Linked DNA regions of Zea mays: region 2 is linked to region 1. Evidence: chromatin contacts called from public Hi-C data. All regions are on one chromosome and are shown on one strand. The core of a region is the stretch at or near the end of the contact, and the rest is flanking DNA. Distances in the headings are between cores, read along the strand shown.

The links. Hi-C and Micro-C count contacts between places; a contact is called where the count stands out from the background.
Region 2: a contact with region 1 is called in a Hi-C map of leaf, with 5 times the contacts expected there. The contact joins the enhancer-like site here to the promoter of LOC100272721 in region 1. A contact is called at or near these places in 6 of 25 Hi-C or Micro-C datasets (bundle sheath, ear, leaf and 1 more).

What each region holds. Positions count from the first base shown.
Region 1 is chr10:96,025,290-96,028,336 of Zm-B73-REFERENCE-NAM-5.0, reverse strand. It overlaps LOC100272721, which reads left to right and starts at 1,610. Exons shown (of 6, transcript NM_001147174.1): 1 at 1,610-1,856. The coding sequence starts at 1,710.
Region 2 is chr10:96,359,574-96,362,620 of Zm-B73-REFERENCE-NAM-5.0, reverse strand. No RefSeq gene overlaps it. Among protein-coding and RNA genes, the nearest start is that of LOC109943169, 41 kb to the left of the region's middle. Within about 2 kb of position 1,525, at least 4 of the 20 cell types and tissues checked have an H3K27ac peak or open chromatin away from gene starts, as enhancers often do. A contact at or near this core is called in leaf, where this site is marked.

The DNA.
Region 1 (3,047 bases), core at 361-2,860:
TTGAACGTTGAACCTGCGCAGGACTTCGTCAACAAACCGGTGCGCAGGCAAGCGGAGACCGGCGGTGAAGAACGCCTCGAAAACAACCAATTCACCCTCCGGCTCGGGGACTTCCTCCGTCCCCGGGGCACGAGCAACTCCGCCGCCGAAGTAACCCAACCGCTGCATATCTTGCACGCGGACCGACGACATCCGCGACACGCCAAAATCAACAGAATCGCCGGCGCGCAACTCCTCCGCCATCAAACTACTCAGCGTCTCCTCAGACGAGGCGGCGGCCGGCGGCGAGGAATCAGCCGGCGGCGTAGCAGCAGTGGAAGAAGAAGAGGACGGCATCGCTACGTACCGTCGGCGGCGGCGGGCGGGCGGTCTGCTTCACTCGCGCCAGATCTCCGGCGAACAAGAGCACGGCGGGCAGACGAGCAGCAAGACGGCGGGCGGCTAGGGTTTTCACGGAGTGCGGAAAGTGAAGTTCAAAAAGCGCCGACCCCTGCCCCCTTTTATAGGCAGGGCGCGGCTCTTCGGGAAACTCGCAATCCAACAGGGCGCGACGCTTCGGGAAACCCGCAATCCAACAGTACGCCGTCAATCAACGGTCACATCAAAAACCCCCGCGGAACCACTTCGAGCGAGGGCAGCGTCTCCGCCATCTAGCGACGTCTTCGACACCAGGTGACTTTGTCGAACTGGTCCCTCGGAGGGCAAATGTTGGGGCGAAGGCAGAGACGCCACCCTTCGCTCGAAGTCTCCGCTGATAGCCGCTGCTCTGACAGAGACAAAGCAGGCAGGGACACCCTTCGCTTGATCGGCACCAGACGAAGACCGGCGACGAAGTCATCCCACAGTGCGGCCTCGTCCGGCTCAGAGGCCCACGTGCGATCCGGCCCATTGTAACGGGCCCTGCGTGGCCGCCGCGCGTTACGGGCCTAATTTGTAAAGGCATCCCTGTAATTACAGTCTGTAACCCCGCTTTATGGGAATATTCTGGGGATAACCTAGGTAGCTGAGGGCACATGCGTCCTTAGCACAAGGCGCTGGGCGCTCAGGTACCTATAAATACCCCTGCACAGTGCCCGTGGGAGGCCAGATTAACAGAGCTATTACCTTCTAGCACGTAACCCTGTTGTCATCACTGTTCACTCTTGTTGGCTTCCTTGCGACTGAGAGCAAGTTCCAACAAAAACTTTTAACTATTAACATTTGTGTTGTATTGCTCTTAACTCATAGCATTTAAGAACAAGTCTAAACTCTAAAGCAGAGCTGCTCCACGCAGAATTTTAAAGTAGAGCTGTTGTGCTATGTAGTAGATCCATACCAAACACATCCTTAATAAACACCTAGACGTGAAATACTTCCTACTTACGTTATCGGAGCATCCGAGTATCGGCCAAACGGACAGTGCAGAGATTCGAAGAAGACACAAATAAAATCTCGCCAAATTCATGAACTCTCTAGTCTCTACTCTCTTCTCCTGGCAACGATTTCCAAACGCACGCAAACGCTGTCACAGTTTGTCACGGCAGCGGCAAGTCGGCAACGCTGCCGCGGCACGTCTCCTCCCTCTCTTTTCCGGTTCGGGTAGTCGGGTGTACCGCCATTCGTGATCGAACCAGACTCGAGAGGGAGAGGAGGAGGGAGTCCGAGGGGAGAGACCCAATTAGCTGCAGGGATTGGTCGGGTTCGGCTCCGCCTTCGGAGAGTCCCAAGAGATGGGTGGCGCGGCGGCGGGTACCAAGTGGATCCACCACATCCAGCGCCTCAGCGCGGCCAAGGTGTCGGCGGAGGCGGTGGAGCGGGGCCAGAGCCGCGTCATCGACGCCTCCCTCACCCTAATTCGCGAGCGCGCAAAGCTCAAGGTCAGTCCATTCCTCTGAGGATTCGAGTCGATTTGAATGTGCCCGCTCTTGTTCTTCTGAATATTCCATTCCACCCGACATGCGATTCGAGTCGATTTCAATCCTGTTCGGTCCCGCATTTCCATCTTTTCAACGACGAATAATCAGGAGCTTTTTTTAACCTTCTGTTTCTTTTCTCACATGTGGGATGATGCGAACTGATTAGGTTCGATTGGAATCCAGAGGAGATTTTTTTAACCTTTTTTCGCACGTGGGATGATGCGAACTGATCCCGTAAGATGGCCGTGCAAAATTTTTGTTCTATAGATTATAATGTTTACAAAGTGGAGTTTAAAATGAGATGATTAAGCTGCTTAAGATAGCCTAATCTGCTATCAGCAGAGGATTTGCATATAATAGTAAGTAGTAATACGGTTAGTAAACAATCCCTGTTCCCAGAACGTACTCCCTTCATATCAAAATTCCTGGGGAAGCGAGGAGTCCAAGTTGAATATATAAGAAAGTATCGATATTTATAGTGTATGATTATTATCATCAGATATATTGTTGAATCTATATTTATAATAAACTTATCTAGAGATACACTTTTGAAAGTTTGACTCTCACAAATACCAGAGGGACACTCCTTTGAGACGGAGAGAGTTTCTGATGCGCCGCTACTTCCTTCCTCTGTTCAGAACAGCTAGTGAGCTGAAGGCAACCAAAATTCAGGACTGAATCGCCTCTACTCTCTGATTCTGCATTCTACTACTCCTTACATGCAAGAAACAGGGCAAGGGGCAACATAAGTAGAGTTGAAGCTTCCCAATTGTTTACTTGCTGAGTATGCATTTTGGTCCAACCTGTCATTAGCAAATTGCTAAGTGTAGGCACTATCTGCTTATATTAGTGAACCATGAAATAGTAATTTAGAGAGTATTCGCGAATGCATGGACTTGAATGCTGTGCTTTCACCATTTTTTAATCATTGGGGAAACAATATATTCAGTAGCTTGCTTTCACTTACACAATTTGGGTCTTTTAAATAAAACCTATAATATGATTCCTTATACGGACAACTTGAGTAAGCTATGAAGCTGTCATGCACACATGTAGGGCTGAAAAATAAGCTTGAGGCTCGTGAGCGAGCCGAGCCTGTTTTTTGGGCTCGTCGGTGAACCGTGCCGAGCCGGCTTGTGAGCTGCGCCAACT
Region 2 (3,047 bases), core at 276-2,775, 330 kb before region 1:
AGTACAAGATTACTTTAGTAAAATGGGAGAAAAATGTCTCCAATTATGGGCTGTCAGTTTGTGTTATACCTAAGAACCTGGCTCTATGTTAAAGGTTCAACTTCAGGGATCTTTTGAGCTAAATCTGTGGAGTTGTGATTCCTGATCTCTATAGTAGAGTTGTAGAGCATACATTAATATGTAACTTGGGTTAAGGAATCTTGGTTTGTGTCATATGGAATGATGAGGTAAAAGGGGCTTCAATGAGAAGGGTTCAGGTGGACTGAAGGGTGTAGAGGCAGTAGAATCAGTGTCGATTCGCAATTCTGAACAAGATTTTTTTTGGGTACTACTGTTGTCGGTTGCTTGTGGCCAGTTAAGGGCTTGTTCAGTTATTCCCAACACACATGGATTGGATGGGATTGGAAAAAAATGAGAAGAAGTTTGACTTGTTTGGGATTCAAACCCATCCAATCCCACTCAATCCACATGGATTGAGAGCTAACCGAACAAGCCCTAACTTGTGGATAAGTGTGTGTGTGGGGGGTGGGGGGGGGGGGGATATACATAAACTTTGAGTTCCACGTATTTACCTCTAGAAGGGACTAAAACTTATCCACTATCAGGAGGCTATATTGTTTGCTTGTTTTTGTCAGTGTCTCATCGGTCTCCCATTCAGTGACTCACTAGAGCTTGGGTCTTGCGTGATGCTCATGCAGTGAAACTGCATGTCCACACTGTTGTAGCTGTCGACACCTCGGTGTCCTTCTCGCCGTGATCCAATTAAACCAGGCAGTGTCTACCTCGCTGCTCCGTGGACTTAGTTCAGTAAAGCCCTACCTCTCTCCCCGAATTTAGTAGACCTCGCCGTGTGTTACTGCGTTCCATATTCCGGGTGCTAGCCAGGTCTGTCGCGCGCTGTCCTTGCCCTTACCGGTGACCACGCTACCGACATCCCACCTCCACCATGGTCAGCCTAGCACGATTTATTTATATGCTTTAAGCTTAGTGTTCTAGTACTTGCATAGGGCAGTGAAGCTTATGGACATGTCTGTTTTTTTGTCCCGTAGCGAGTCGATTGGAACGCCGCCACGACGCCGTTGATCTTTGCCGTGAGCCACTCCATCATCGACCGTTCTGTTTGCGCTCTCCCCGGTCATGTTTGCGTGAGCACCGTTGGTGGGGTGACTTGCTAGTCCTTCCCGTGCCCTCCCCTTGAACTCTACTGTGCCGGCCTCACCTGGATACCTCTCAACGGACCCAATTTTTACTGGAACCGTGGTCAGGGCATGGTGATCTTGTTATCGCTTGTTCCTTGGGTCCAAATGGGCCGCCGTCGTGGATAACATGTTCTTAGCGTAGACTCGACTAGCGTCCCAGTCGTATTCCACCGTGTCCCAAGTCTCAGGCTCGTCGGAGGGGACGGTGGGATTCGAGGATGTGGGTTTGTGAATTGAACAGAAGACATGGGGAGTTTTTGCAAGTCCTATGACTCTGGAGAATAGTACGTCAAGTTTTTTGAAACCTCAGGGTATTAGGTGTAAAAATGGTGCGGCGGGCGTGGGTTTTCCCCGTTGCTGGGCCGTCTCGGCCCAGTTTTGGCCTAGTCACTATTTATGGCTTTCCTTCATAATTTAGCTGACTGATTGGGATGAAAGCAAAATGGTCTCAAACATTTCCTATAATCCATTTTGATGTTTGATGGCCAACACAAACCTTATGAACTAACTAGTTTTCCTAGTTGATTTTTTCTCAGGTGCATAAAGTTCATAGATACATATAAGAAAAAGACCCTTGGGGCAATTCTAGAAGTATGGAGCAAAACGGATTTGTACCTGCTTGCAGCTGGTGCCTAGGCTGGCGCGCCCGCGAACTGACCGCTCTCAGGAAAACGAAGAGCTCCTCGGCTAAAAATCATCGGACTGTCCGATGTGCACTGGGCTCTCCGCTGAGCCCACGAGCAATGGTCGACTTCGCCAACGGTCGACTGCCACGGTAGTATACAACGTCAGAAGGTCAGAGACAGTCTACAACGTCAGGTCGCACCAGACTATCCGGTGCACCATAAGGACAGACGAAGTCAATGGTCGACAGCTCCAAACCCCAATGGTCTGCTGACGTGGCGTGCACCGGATAATGAACAGTGCAGTGTCCGGTGCGCACTGGACTGTTCGGTGTGCCCGTCGACAGAGAAGTTAGCCAACAGCTAGAATAGTGGTTGAGACTATAAATACCCCAACCACCTCCATTTAAGTCATCCAAGAGCAAAGAATACATTCCAAAGACACATTCAAAGCCTCCAATCCTCTCCAAGTGCCATAATCAAGTCAAGTGATCAAAAGTGCTTAGTGACTTGAGAGAGGGTGATTTGTGTTTCATGTGTTGCTCTTGTTGCTTGGTTGCTTTCTTCATCTCTCTCTAAACCGTCTAAGTGATTTGTAAAGCAAGCAAGAGACACCTAAGTGTGTGGTGATCCTTGCGGGGTCTTTGCGACCCGCGAGATTAAAAAGAAGCACTCAACCGGTCTAAGTGACCGATTGAGAGAGGAAAATGGTTGAAATAGACCCGACCTTTGTGCCAGACTCAATGGGGAGTATGTTCTTTCGAACCGAACCTCGGGAAACAAATCGTCGTGTCCATTTGTGTTGATCTTCACTATTCGATTTGTTTCTTTCCTCTCTCCTCTCTCTAAAAGTTCTTTTGCTCACATCGTTTTGAGTTTGCTCCCAAAGTTATCCGTATTGATTGAGCAACTCATAGCAAGAAGAATTATCTTCCGCACTCCGAATTCACTATTATTTATTTCTAACCCTAACCCTAGGTGAAGTACGTGTTCAAAGTTTATAATTTTCAGGTTTCACCTATTCACCCCCCCTCTAGGAGGCTTTCAATTAGTATCAGGGTCCGGTACTTCATTAGAGTCTAACAACTCGAAGTGATGTCGAGAGAACACGCCAAAAGGGATATGGTCACCGGGGAAAAGCCCGGATCTTCGGGAAAGAAGAATGAAGAAAGGACTCCATCCAAGAAGGCCGGCGACAAGCACAAGGAGCACAAGGATGAATCCA